Linked DNA regions of Oryctolagus cuniculus: region 1 is linked to region 2. The links are chromatin contacts, called in public Micro-C maps. All regions are on one chromosome and are shown on one strand. Each heading gives the region's core, a stretch centred on a gene start, on an enhancer-like site or on the middle of the called end of the contact. The rest is flanking DNA. Distances are from core to core; before and after follow the strand shown. Region 1 has its middle 52 kb from the start of MC3R. Region 2 holds the start of CASS4 (Cas scaffold protein family member 4).

What was found. Hi-C and Micro-C count contacts between places; a contact is called where the count stands out from the background.
Region 1: a contact with region 2 is called in a Micro-C map of ear pinna, with 6 times the contacts expected there. The contact joins the enhancer-like site here to the promoter of CASS4 in region 2. A contact is called at or near these places in 2 of 6 Hi-C or Micro-C datasets (ear pinna and an unstated tissue).

The regions. Positions count from the first base shown.
Region 1 is chr11:5,394,488-5,401,605 of mOryCun1.1, reverse strand. No RefSeq gene overlaps it. Among named protein-coding and RNA genes, the nearest start is that of MC3R, 52 kb to the right of the region's middle. Within about 2 kb of position 3,600, at least 1 of the 8 cell types and tissues checked has an H3K27ac peak or open chromatin away from gene starts, as enhancers often do.
Region 2 is chr11:5,200,132-5,206,907 of mOryCun1.1, reverse strand. It overlaps CASS4 (Cas scaffold protein family member 4), which reads left to right and starts at 5,266. Exons shown (of 8, transcript XM_070051556.1): 1 at 5,266-5,301. The coding sequence starts at 5,266.

The sequences.
Region 1 (7,118 bases), core at 2,351-4,850, 200 kb before region 2:
TCCCAGGGTGCACATGAACAAGAAGTTGGATCAGAAATAAAGCCGGGACTCAAACTCAAGCACTGCAATACAGAATGTGTGCATCCCAAGCAGTGCCTTACCCACTTCCCCAAATGTCTGCCCCTTATGATATAAGAAAGTCAAAAAAATGTTGTTCTGAACGTAGAATAGTGATTTCTGGAGGCTGGGGAGGATGGGGGGAAAGGAAATATTAATGGGTCACAAAGCACACTCAGACAGAATGAACAGATTCTAGTGTTCCACAGCGCAGTGGGGCAACTACAGTTCACAATGATGCACTATATTCTGTATAAAGAACTGGAGGAAAGGAGCTGGGAGCCTCAAAACCCAGTGAGAGATATGGAAATAGAATGGCTGGCTGCCTGGTTTCATTGATTTATGACTGGTTTCATTGATCTATACCTGTATATGTGTTGAAATATTGCACTGAACCCCATGAAAATACGCAAGCATTGCATGTTAATTAAAAATTTTTGAAAATAAAATAAATTTTGGGCCGGCGCCGCGGCTCACTAGGCTAATCCTCCACCTAGCGGCGCCGGCACACCAGGTTCTAGTCCCGGTCGGGGCGCTGGATTCTGTCCCGGTTGCCCCTCTTCCAGGCCAGCTCTCTGCTGTGGCCAGGGAGGGCAGTGGAGGATGGCCCAAGTGCTTGGGCCCTGCACCCCACGGGAGACCAGGAAAAGCACCTGGCTCCTGGCTTCTGCCATCAGATCAGCGCGGTGCGCTGGCCACAGCGCGCCAGCTGCGGCGGCCATTGGAGGGTGAACCAACGGCAAAGGAAGACCTTTCTCTCTGTCTCTCTCTCTCACTGTCCACTCTGCCTGTCAAAAAATAAAAAATAAAAAAAAATAAATTTTGAGACTGGCACTGAGGTGCAGTGGATTAATGCCCTGCCCTGAAACACTGGCATCCCATATGGGCGCCAGTTTGAAACTCAGCTGCTCTACTTTCAATCCAGCTCTCTGCTGTGGCCTGGGAAATCAGTGGAAGATGGCCCAAGTCATTGGGCCCCTGTACCTGCATGGGAGACCCAGATGAAGCTCCTGGTTCTTGGCTTCAGATCAACGCAGCTCCAGCCATTGTGGCCAATTGGGGAGTGAACCAATGGATGGAAGACACCTCTGTCTCTCTCTGCCTCTCCTCTCTTGGTGTAACTCTGACTTTCAAATAAATAAATAAATCTTTTTTAAAAAAGAGAAAAGAAAGAAATTTTTAAAAGTTCATAAAAATGAGGTTATTTTGGTACAAAAAAAATCTTAACATCCACGCATAATTTTTATAATACACATTTTCCATGTACTACAAAAAATTTGCAATAAAAATTCGTGTACCAAAATTAACTCATTTCATACTCTTAATTCCCAGTTTTCCATGAACATTTTAATGAAGCCTCATAAGTCCCATCCACTGGGGGCCCAGGATCTCATTTTGAATGGCACTATTATTACTGTCAACAAAACACCAAGTATGTGAACATCATGATTTTGACAGCATAATTAACAGTTTGGCTGAAAAGAAGGCAAAAATAAATTTTGTGGCACAAATATAATTTGTGGATGGCAATCATTGTCACTCTATTACTTAATCCTTGAAGCATTGGCAGCCCATCAAGAGAACATTCAGATATGTACAATAATAGAATTTCAACATCTTTAATAACTGGCCAACTTGGTCATGCATAAGCTAAGGTTTTGTTTACATGATTGAATATTAGTTTTTATTTGTTGATATTTGTTGATACAAAGGTATATATGTCAAGACAGCCAGACAGACCTTATTTTCTTTAGCAGTGATTACCCTGCCTCACAAATTTCAAATACTTACACACTGAGTTGCCGGGCCTCCATCTGGGCCTGGATGCCACAAAGTGAGCTGTGGGTCTGCACACAAACCCACAGAGGAATCTTGGGCAAAGCTTGCGTCTGAGGAATGTTATTTTATCGGTAGCCGTGGCTAGCCTCCAAAGACTGCATAACAGTGTTGAGCCCTTACACCTAAACCCACTCGCTGGCCCTCTGCCCAGTAACTGAAGGACACCGAGCCTTTTAATGCCTGAATATGAAGCACCAGAAACCACAGGGCAGCCAGAGAGTGAAGCATAAGACAGAGGCTAAGAAGAAAGCCCTGTAATCAGGGGCAATCAGGAGTCTCCAGGATGTCAAGGGCACCCCTCTGGGCTCAATCCCCTGAATCCCTGGTGCTCTCTCTCCCTGAGCCAAGGCTAAGGAGAGAACAGGCCAAACCCCCAACCACCTCCTTGCTTCAGAGCTGCCTCAGAGCTCTCCATGCACAAAAGCAGCCAAGCTGAGACCTGACATTCTCCTTGCTGCCCCTGTCTTCACACTTGGGCTGCTGGTGGCTCATGGGGCCACCGCCTGTCAGAGAGGGAAGACACTGGATCTTGATCTGTCCCCAGCAAGGGAGACGTGTGCGTCTCAGAGACAGATGACCTCACTGTCACCATAAACACCTTGCCTCCTTTTTATTTATTTAATAAACTTTCTCCTTCTAGAAAAAAGAAATCCAGAATCAAGCTTACACACCTCAAGTGGAAGGAAGAATGCAAGGCTCTGGGAGCAATGCTGAAGATCTTACACTCTACAAACAAGCAGAAGGCAGCCACTTCCCTGAGCATAAAACCAAGGACCCCAGCCAGAAATCAGGCTCCAGGCAGTCACTGAGAGACCAAAACTGTTCTCCCCCAGTGGAGAATCCCCCTAATTCCTGTCCTTTGGTCACCTTGGTACATGCTCCAGGACATAGCTGTTTTCATTGGACATTCAAATAAATGTCATTCGTACCTCCAGACAGACCCAGAGCAGAAACATCTTACAGCTATTTGTCCCAGAGGAGAGAAATGTCTGCCCCATGTGTCATATGAGCCTACAAAATCATTTGGCTGGCCTTGCCAAAGCAAATGCAGGCAGGACTTGAAATTCACTCACACAATAGCAGGCTAATTTTTAAGGTGATAATTTTGTATGGCCACGAGTGACACTGTAAATATCTAAGCAACCTTTGGTGGAAAAAAAGTTTTCCCACCCCAATGGATAAGAGTCTAGCCAGATAGGGATGCTGACATCTATCCATCAGTGAGTTCAGCATGAGCAGAAACAGTCTAGTCAAGGGAGCCACGGGTACCGCAAACAGCCAACTTGGATGCCCTCCTTCCTCACAGCTAGCCTATTCTGCTACATTTATGATTTTCCACCCTGATCATCAAGGGAAAAGCTTTCAAATAACATCCAGGATACAAAATGAGCAGGCACCATACCCTCAAAATTCAGGGTAACAAGGAAGTCTTTTGGGAAATGTCACAGATATTTAACTTCCAAACACCCAGGTAGACAATGCTGAACAATGACAGAAAACTGAAATGATGGTGGAGATGAGGAGAAGTTGCTCATTGCCATGGAATCCCATTTCACTCTTTCTCATTCAATAGTCTCAGCAAAGGCATTTCTATTGTTGGGTTTCAGAAACCTTTCCAAGCTCCCCCACTCAGTGCTGACAGATGCATGATCTGAGCTCAGTGTACCTTCTGGAAGATAACACTCGATTGTTCGGATGTAACATGACTCATTTCTGCCCTTGGCCTCATCTGCCAGAAATGCGCTTGCATAACACTTCTTCTAGTTGAGACAGGGAGAAGTAATTTAACCTCCAATGCTGTGAGTCTAACTGCAGTCACTCCAACATTCATACGGAGAAGTTGATGGGGCAATTGTTCTAGGGATATTATTTGATGGTTAAAAACACAGGCTTTGCTGTCTGCACCTTAATGTTTACTGCAGCTCAATTCACAATAGCTAAGACCTGGAACCAACCCAAATGCCCATCAACAGCAGAATGGATAAAGAAATTATGGGACATGTACCCTATAGAATACTATACAGTAGTAAAAAAAAATGAAATCCAGTCATTTGCAACAAAATGGAGGAATCTGGAACACATCATGCTGAGTGAAATAAGCCAGTCCCAAAGGGACAAATATCATATGTTCTCCCTGATCGGTGACAACTAACCGAGCACCAAAAAGGAAACATGTTAAAGTGAAATGGACACTATGAGATACAGTGACTTGATCAGCCCTTGTCCTGACTGTTGATGAACAACTTAATACTTTATCCCTTTTAGTATTTTTTGTTCTGCTTAATACTATTGGTTGAACTCTGTAATTAACACATAATTATTCTTAAGTGTTGAAAAGTGATCTCTGTTAAATATAAGAGTGGGAATAAGAGAGGAAGGAGATGTACAGTTTGAGACATGCTCAAGCAGACTTGCCCCAAATGGTAGAGTTAGAAACATGCCAGGGGATTCTAATTCAATCCCATCAAGGTGGCATGTACCAATGCCATCTCACTAGTCCAGGGGATCAATTTCAGTTCACAATTGATCATAATGACAGGACTAAGAGTCAAAGGGATCACATAAACAAGAATAGTGTCTGCTAATACTAACTGATAGAATAAAAAAGGGAGAAAATGACCCAACATGGGAAGCAGGATACACAGCAGGCAGACTCATAGAATGGCAGATGTCCTAAACAGCACTCTGGTCTCAGAATCAGCCCTTAAGGCATTCGAATCTGGCTGAAGAGCCCATGAGAGTATTTTAGGCATGGAAGGCCAAGACACTGTGGCAAAAAAAACCAAACAAACCTATATATGAAAGATCTCTGTGAGTGAGATACCAGTGGAAAGAACAGGCCATCAAAGAAGGAGGTACTTTTCTCTGAAGGGAGGAGAGAACTTCCACTTTGACTATGACCCTGTCTAAAAAAGATCAGAGTCGGTGAACTCAAAAGGCTTCCATAGCCTTGGCAACTCATGACAAAAGCCTAGGGTGATTACTGACGCCATAAACAAGAGTGTCAATTGGTTAAGTCAACAACAGGAGTCATTGTACACTTACTCCTCATGTAGGATCTCTGTCCTTAATGTGTTGTACAATGTGAATTAATGCTATAACTAGTACTCAAACAGTATTTTACATTTTGTGTTTCTGTGTAGGTACAAACTGTTGAAATCTTTACTTAATATATGCTAAATTGATCTTATGTATATAAAGATAATTGAAAATGAATCTTGATGTGAATGGGATGGGAGCGGGAGATGGGAGGGTTGCGGGTGGGAGGGAAGTTATGGGGGGAGGAAGCCATTGTAATCCATAAACTGTACTTTGGAAATTTATATTTATTAAATAAAAGTTAAAAAAAAAACCAGGCTTTGGAGTCAGACGTATGAGGTCAATCTCAACATGTCCTGTGATTTCGGTTAAGTTATTTACTCTCACTTCTCATACCTGACAAAATTAATAACAATATTCCACTGTAACTAACTGAAAGGCTGAAAGATGCCTGATGTTTTTACACCTTGAGTGTGCAACACAGATCTCTCAGCCTCCATTAAATGAGAATCATAAATCATATCTCATAATTAAACAAAGTAGCTTTGGCAAGTGTGGAGTGTCTTCCTCTGCTTTACTCACAGGTAAACAAGGAGGTGGAGGCCAGGATTCAGAAAACAGAAAAGCACAGAACCTTTGAGACCCTCTCAAGGCCATCACTTCCCAAGATGCTAGAACCCAGAGCTATTCACTGGGGATGAAAGACAGCGATTGGTGTCAGAAGTTCCAGACCTCCCAGAGGAGAACACCCCAGGAGCAGGACCAGCTGACCCTGCTTTAAGCCCTCCATCAAGACAGCAAGACTCATAACTCTGTATAGCCTGCAACTGATGTTATAAATAGCCAAACGGCCCTTTGAAGAAACAAGGCTAAGCAGAATATCCTTCTGAGCTTTGCTGTGCTGAACTTCTGACTTACAGCAGGACAACAGGACATTGTCTCCACTGTTACCATCCAGCTACAAGCCACCATCATCATCACCTATATGACGGGGAGGGTTTCCTTGCTGTTCTCTCTGCTGTTTCCTGGCCCACTCTTCAATCCACTTTTTTTTTAAGATTTATTTATTTGGAAGTCAGAGTTACACAGAGAGAGGAGAGGCAGAGAGAGAGAGAGAGAGAGAGAGAGAGGTCTTCCATCCACTGGTTCACTCCCCAATTGGCCACAACAGCCAGAGCTGTGCCAATCCAAAGCCAGGAGCCAGGAGCTTCTTCAGGGGCCCAAGGACTTGGGCCATCTTCTATTACTTTCCCAGGCTATGGCAGAGAGATGGATTGGAAGTAGAGCAGCCAGGACTAGAACCGGTGCCCATATGGGATGCCGGCACTGCAGGTGGTGGCTTTACCCACTACACCACAGCACCAGCCCCTCAATCAATTCTTAACACTGAACACTCCTTTTTGAAGCTTAAATCAGACTATGTCACTTGTCTGCTCAGAATCCTGAGGTAACTCTCCACCTCACTAGAGTAAATGCCAAAATCTATACACTGGCCTTAACCTGTCCCCATCTTCCCCATTCTTTTACTCCCAATTCCAATTCTTCTTCCTTTTGTTCATTTCACTTACACTCCCTGGCATTATTGCTGTCCCTTCAGTATGCTGGGCTCTGCTATTCCCCCAAACGTCCCCCCTCCACTGCTATGTTTTCCTCTGCAATACTTATCTATACTTTTTATCTACTTGTTATGCTTGTTGTCTACCTCTAAAATGCTAGTGCTACAAGAGTGGGCAACATTGCTTCGTTACTGAAACATCCCAGGAGACTAGAACAGCGCTAGACCTTGAATGAATGAATGGTAATCTGTTGTCTATTCATGAGTTTAAGTGTTTGTGTGGGAAGAAGAGGTTTCTTTACAGCTTTGTAGCTCACGCTGGACAGTAATCCAGCCCAGACCCCCTGGCCAGTGACTGGGCTCTGGGAAACTAAGTGCAAATGCAAAGACTGGGAGCCTAAACATAGAACATGGTGATGAAACAAGGTGAGGACCACAAGGGCACATCCCACAGTATGTCTACCAAACTGCACCAGGCCTGTCTTCAACAGAGACACCATGTGGCAGCTAAAAGCAAGTACAATGGAGGACTGCTCTGACTACAGTTCTGCCTCCTTTGACTTAAGTTTCGTGAGCACATTGACAATGATAGGGAGGTACAGAGAGGGAGAAATGTCGATGGAAGGTG
Region 2 (6,776 bases), core at 4,017-6,516:
AAAGCAATGCAGAGTGCAGTGTCCTGCCAACCCATTAGTGTTCTTGAACATTCTAAGTGTCGTGTTCAGCTGTACCTGGTAATTCAAGTATTGAGTGCTTGGTGTTTGGTTTTAGGTTTTTTGTTTGTTTTGCTTGTTTTTCATTTTATTTGAAAGAGAGTCAGAGATACAGAGATCTTCCATCTGCTTGTTCACTTCCCAAGTGCCACAGCAGCCAGGCCTGGCCAGGAGCCAGGAATTCCATCCAAGTCTCCCACGTGGGTGACAAGAACCCCAGCACTTGGGCCATCATCACTACTTCCGAGTGCATTAGCAGGAAGCTGGATCAGAAGCAGAGCCAGGACCTGAACCTGGCCCTCCAGTGTGGGGTGCGAGCATCCTAAACAGTGTCTCAGCTGCCCCAACACCAGCCTAAGTGCCTGGGGTTCGAACACTATCTGTCAACAATTTTGGTGACTTAAAATTCACGTGTATAAAAGCATGTAAAACCATACATGTGCAATTTGCCTTCCTGCACATTTCTTAGGTGCTCATAAAAGAGAAGTGGTCAGGCCTCAGAAAATAAAATGTAGTGCAAAGTACTGTTCTTGGGAGCACCTGGGTCAAGAGAGCTAGGACTGCCCACTAGAGCCTCCCTCGGTTCTCTTAAACTAGCTGTTCAACCTGCAGACAGCCGGATATTATGAAAACTCCCAGCTCCTCTCATAGTCGTATTTGTGCGTGTAACAGCTTCATTTGCCTTCAGACACAACAGTTGCCACAAAGTGTCTGAAGCAGTTTCTTTCATTTCTGAAAACTACAGGGACCACACACCAGACTGAGAAGTCGAGCCCTTTATTCTGAGTACCCGGTTAGATATGTGTGTAGGAGTACACCTGTCTAACGTCAGGGCCAAATCCTCTTGTGTCTGGGTTTTCTGATCTGGGTTGATTTCCTTAGAAAAACAATGATGCGCAAATTACATCATCCTGGTCTGTGTTGTGAACTTGACTTGGCATGGAGTCTTCCTTTTCCAATGACTGGGTGAAATTCTAGCTCTGCTCACTTTACCTTGGAGCCTTGAGCAAGTGTGTCCATTCTCCCTCTACTTTTTATTACAGACAATCTCAAATGCATCCAAAAGTCAGTAATACATTAGAAACAGAAGTTGCCGAAGGCCAAGGGAGAGGGGGTGAGGAGTGATTGCTACAGGGTTTCTTTGGCGGGGTGATGGTTGCTTAACCCTGCATGTCTATAACCACTGAATCACGCACTCCTTGTGCGCATCTGCCTTGTGTCTCCATGAAGCTGCTTTAAATTCTTGAAAAGTGTCTACAGTAGAGTGAGTCCCCAGATGTCCATCACGCAGACTCCCCAACATTCAGCTCCTGACCAATCCTGTTTGACCTGTACCTCCTCCATCCCTTCTTTAGTTATTTCAAAGCAAAGCACAGATATATTTTATCTACAAATATTTCAGTATATAGCTGTGAAAGATAAGGATTTTAAAATCACAATCATCACACCATGATAGCTGTAAGCACCAACATTAATCACTTAAAACAGTCACATGTATGCTCAGTGTTCAAATTTCCATATACATCATTTTTTAAAAAGACTTATTTTTTTGAGAGGTAGAGTTATAGACGGAGGGAGAGAAAGAGAGGGAGGCGTTCCATCCACAGGTTCACTCCCCAGATGGCTGCAATGGCCAGAGCTGAACTGATCTGAAGCCAGGAGCCGGAAGGTTCTTCTAGGTCTCCCACATGGGTGCAGGGGCCCAAGGACTTGGGCCATCTTCTACTGCTTTCCTATGCCATAGCAGGGAGCTGAATTGGAAATGGAGCAACCAGGACTTGAACCAGTGCCCATAAGGGATGCCAGCACTGAAGGTGGCGGGTTAACTCACTACGTCACGGGCCCCAGTGCCAAATCTTAGTGCTCAAGGTCTCAGATTTCTGCCCTGTCTCCTGTCCTTGGTGGTGGTAGTGGGCGGTCATTCTCTGGCAGACAGGGCACCCACCCACCCAGCAAAACTGGCCTGTCCCTGGCTCACTGTCTCCACCTCTACATCTCAGAAGGTAGGAGAACCTTGCACCCAGTATCCTATAGACAGCTGACCCTGGTTGGGATTCCTGGCTTCTGCAGGATGTGGGAACCATCACTTTGGGGAAGACATGGGCAGGGAGGCCAGCCTAGAACATATGCTCCACCTGGATTAAACACCTCCACGGCTGCCAAGGGGATTTTTCCCACAGGGGTGGGAAAGGGTGCTGAAGGAGGAAAACGAGACTCCTGTGATCACTGGTGTTGTTACGCAGTCAGCAGCAGCCAATGGCACCGGGTACATCCTGTGGGGTAAGTAGCTGAGTGCCGGTGAAGTTCATTCGAAGACCACAGAGTCCTGGGGAAATGGTGAGCCATAGAGACAGCCCCTACTCAGCTTCACGTTAAGAGCTGTTTGTTTTGTGTTTTGGTTTTGTTTTTGTTTCCCCAATAGTTTCCAGGTCCTTTAAAACAAGAAACAGTAAATGTGTGAAATGTGTGTTCCATGGAGCTTTGATCTGGTATTTAAAAAGCCTAAGTAAGGGGGCTGGCGCCTGCAGTGCTGGCATCCCATGTGGACACCAGTTCAAGTCCCAGCTGCTCCACTTCCGATCCAGCTCTCTGCTGTGGCCTGGGAAAGCAGCAGAAGATGGCCCAGGTCCTTGGGCCCCTGCACCTGCGTGGGAGACCTGGAAGAAGCTCCTGGCTCCCGACTTCAGATTGGCACAGCCTATTGGGGAGTAAACCAGCGGATGGAAAACCTCTCTCTGCCTCTCCTCTCTGTCTCTGTGTAACTCTGACTTTCAAATAAATAAATCTTTAAAAATAAAAAAACAAAAAGCATAAGTAAGACAGGTACTGTGGGGCCCTGCTATCTTCCTTTGGGTTCCCAATAAGGGGTGAGTGTTTGTTTTTGCATTTTCACAGTTTAAAATTCTCCAATTTCTAGGTATGTTGCTAAATTTCTAAGTTTTGTTGTGGCTCCCAAGTCTTAGAGATGTTATTCTTGTTTGAAAAACTAATGAAGTGTAAGAAAGGAATATTTGGGTTGAACTCTTCCCTATTTATAAAAAATTTTCCTATAGGTTTATCAAACTGGAATCATAGAATCTGGGTTTCTTTTAGGTGCCACCCTCACCAAATGAACCACAGTTTTGGCTTTCAAAGTATGGTTGCATCTTTCCCATCTGAGACGCCCATGCCCGCTCACATAGAAGAAGTGGCAAGAGCTGGCAGGGAGCAGGAGTGCAGAAAAACATGTCCAGACTCAAATTTAATATGGAAATAGTGGGCTGGTGGTCTCACAAATGCTGTTGGCTGTGTGCACTCTACATAGCACCCCCCGCCCTCCCCCCCCCCCCTTTTTTTTTTTTTTTGACAGGCAGAGTGGACAGTGAGAGAGAGAGACAGAGAGAAAGGTCTTCCTTTGCCGTTGGTTCACCCTCCAATGGCCGCCGCGGCCGGCGCGCTGCAGCCAGCGCACCATGCTGATCCGATGGCAGGAGCCAGGAGCCAGGTGCTTTTCCTGGTCTCCCATGGGGTGCAGGGCCCAAGCACCTGGGCCATCCTCCACTGCACTCCCTGGCCACAGCAGAGAGCTGGCCTGGAAGAGGGGCAACCGGGACAGAATCCGGCGCCCCGACCGGGACTAGAACCCGGTGTGCCGGTGCCGCAAGGTGGAGGATTAGCCTAGTGAGCCGCGGCGCCGGCCCCCGCCCTTTATTTTTAAGTTCTGAAAGGCAGAGTGCCACAGAGAGAAAGAGAGAGACAGAGAATCTGTTGGCTGACTCGGCCCCCAGACGGCTGCAACAGCTAGAGCTGGGTTAGGACAGAGCAGGGAGTCAGTGTGTGTTCACCCATGGAGTGGCTGTTCTCTCCCTGTGATCAGCTGCATCTACAGCAAGTCAGCCCCCATTCTGATCGGCAGATGTACCCTGAGGCTCACCCTTGTGTTGCCTACACATTGTACACCCAGAAGATGAGACAGTAAGTGCCATTAATGGCAAGAGGAGAATGTTTGTCATGGTGGTTAAGACACCCACATCCCGCAGCTGAGTGTGTGGGTTTGAGTTTCAACTCCTCCACTTCCAGTCCAGCTTCCTGCTTGTGCACACTTTGGGAGGCAGCAGGTGATGGTTCACATACTTGGGTCCCTGCTGGGAAAGCCAAATTGAATTATGGACTCCTGGCTTTGGCCTGGCCCAGCCCTCACTGTTGCTGGTGTTTGGCAAGTGAGCTAGCAAATGGAAGATCTCTATTTGTCTTTCTGTTTCTCTGACTTCCAAGTAAAAAATTAGTGAACGTTTTTAAAAAGAGCAGAATGATGAGAGAGAGCATTGGTTGTGGATGGGACTTGAGTCAGAATGGGAAGGATAAATACCAATGTGTTTAAATGAAATAAAAATGCAGACTTTTTTTTTCTTTTCTTTTTTAAGGAAGAAGAATGTGCTACACCATAGGTCCTCTCTAGACACTGGGTCTGAGAGCAAAGACCCAGCAAGCCATGATGATGGGTCAGTTTGGCCATTTTAGGGGCAGACAATGGGTTTGCTAGACTTGAGAGCCACAAGCCAAAGGCAGGTGCCGAAGTAGCCCTCTGTGCAGAGTCAGCACTCAGAAAACGTTAATCATTAAGTGCTGGAGGCTGGCAAGGTGCCCAGTGCAGGGAGGTGTGCAACTGAGAAAACTGGAAAGTGGGGTCTATGCCCTTTGAGGCATCCCTCTTGCCCCTTTTATGCTGGCAAGACGTAGGGAGGAAGAAGTTCTGAGCACCCTCCCCATGTGGCCCAGTGGCATCTCATCCAGGAATCAGGAGTGGCTCCGTGGGGGCAGCTCAACAGAGAGCAAGGGACGTGAATGCTCTGTGTATCGCTAAGCTTCTCAAAGCAGGAACCTCTCCCCTAAAGCAGAAGAGAGGAGTTTTTTTTCTTCTTTTGTGGTTTCAGAGAGCAAATGAGTGACAACCTCTACTTCAAGACAGAGCGAGACGTCAGGCACGCGGGAGGGAGGGTGCCTGTTTCTGCCCACCCCCTTCTTCACCCCTTTCATTCCGCTCTTATCATGCTTTCCAGAAAGTCAGCCTGCAGGGAGACTCTGACGAGTTCCCGTGCGCTGCCGGAAAGCTCCATGGAATTCACTTTCTGAGAACCAGCCAGAGGCGTGCAGTGACATTGCACAACCGGCCTGCAAAGCTGGAGATAGCAGCCGGGGAGCTCGGAGGAGCTGTGTCACTTCACCGACATGCGAGGAACCAGCATCATGGATGGAGCACCCAAGGTGAGCGGCCGTGGGGCTGCTGGCAGGGGGAGGCTGAGCACGACGCGATGGCTAAGGGCGACACCGGCTTAGTGTTGAGCTTTAGTGAAGGCACGGGGTGAGCACTGGACACATGGAAGTTTGAGGTGGGAAAGGCTAATGGTCAGTTAAGAGGAGGCAGTGGCCGGCGCTGTGGCTCACTAGGCTAATCCTCCGCCTTGCGGTGCTGGCACACCAGGTTCTAGTCCCAGTCGGGGCGCCGGATTCTGTCCCGGTTGCTCCTCTTCCAGTCCAGCTCTCTGCTGTGGCCTGGGAGTACAGTGGAGGATGGCCCAGATCCTTGGGCCCTGCACTTGCATGGGAGACCAGGAAGAAGCACTTGGCTCCTGGCTTCGGATTGGCGCAGCATGCCAGCCGTAGCGGCCATTTGGGGGGTGAACCAATGGTAAAGGAAGACCTTTCTCTCTGTCTCTCTCTCACTGTCTAACTCTGCCTGTCAAAAAAAAAAAAAAAAAGAAAAAGAAAAAGAAAAAGAAAAAGAGGAGGCAGTGCCTGTGCCGTAAGTTCATTGCCCTTTGCTTCTGAGATGACTGGAAGTGACTCCTGTAGAAATCAGCTCGGGAGGTGACCACACAGCCCGCAGCTTGGTGTCCATTCTGCACCCTGACAAACTGCGTAAGCGAGCTGTGAGTCTGTGCCTTGGCCCACCCTGACCGCCTCTCTCTCGGGACCCTGGAGACGCTCCGTGCCGCTCACAAGGGCCCGACTGGTTCCTGTCCTAACTTCCCCAGAGCAGAGCACAGACCCCCAGCCCAGCTCCCGGCTGCCCGTGGTGGGCACCCCTGCTGTCGTCCTGTTATCGCCTGTGTTCTGCTTGTCCTTCCAAGTCTGCATCACAAATCCAAGACGGTTCTCTACTTAGGCAGCGAAAATGACTGCGGAACTCAAGGGGGAAAGAACACTTACTTAGACAGAGAGAAAGAGAAACTCAAGATTGAGGAGATTATTATCTTGCTACATCCTTTTAAAATTTTACGTAGATGGGGGGGAAGAAAGACATGAAACAGTTATGCAAGGGGGAGTCTGCATAGGAATTGTGTGTTAATTATTATTAAACAGTATGGAATCCACAGCTGTATACCTCTTAGTAAATATCTTAGCAGTTCTGGACTTTCTTCCCATATATTTACTTTGAAAATTTTTCAAATCGTTGGAAAAATGGGTGGGGGTGGGGTGGGGAGATAATTCAGTGACCCCCTGCATATCCTGTGCCTCAAGTGCCCCGGCTCCTGGTGTTTGTCATCTTGGGGTACATGTGTCTGTATCTAACACACACTCCGCTGTCGTGTGCACCACCTGGACATCAATGGCAGACATAATGACACCTCCAGGTGCTTCCTTGTGTGTCCCCTAAGAGCACTGCTGTCCCCCCCGGACCCCACTGCATGATCTCACCCCCAACATGTCACACTGCTTTGATGGCACCCTTCTATTGT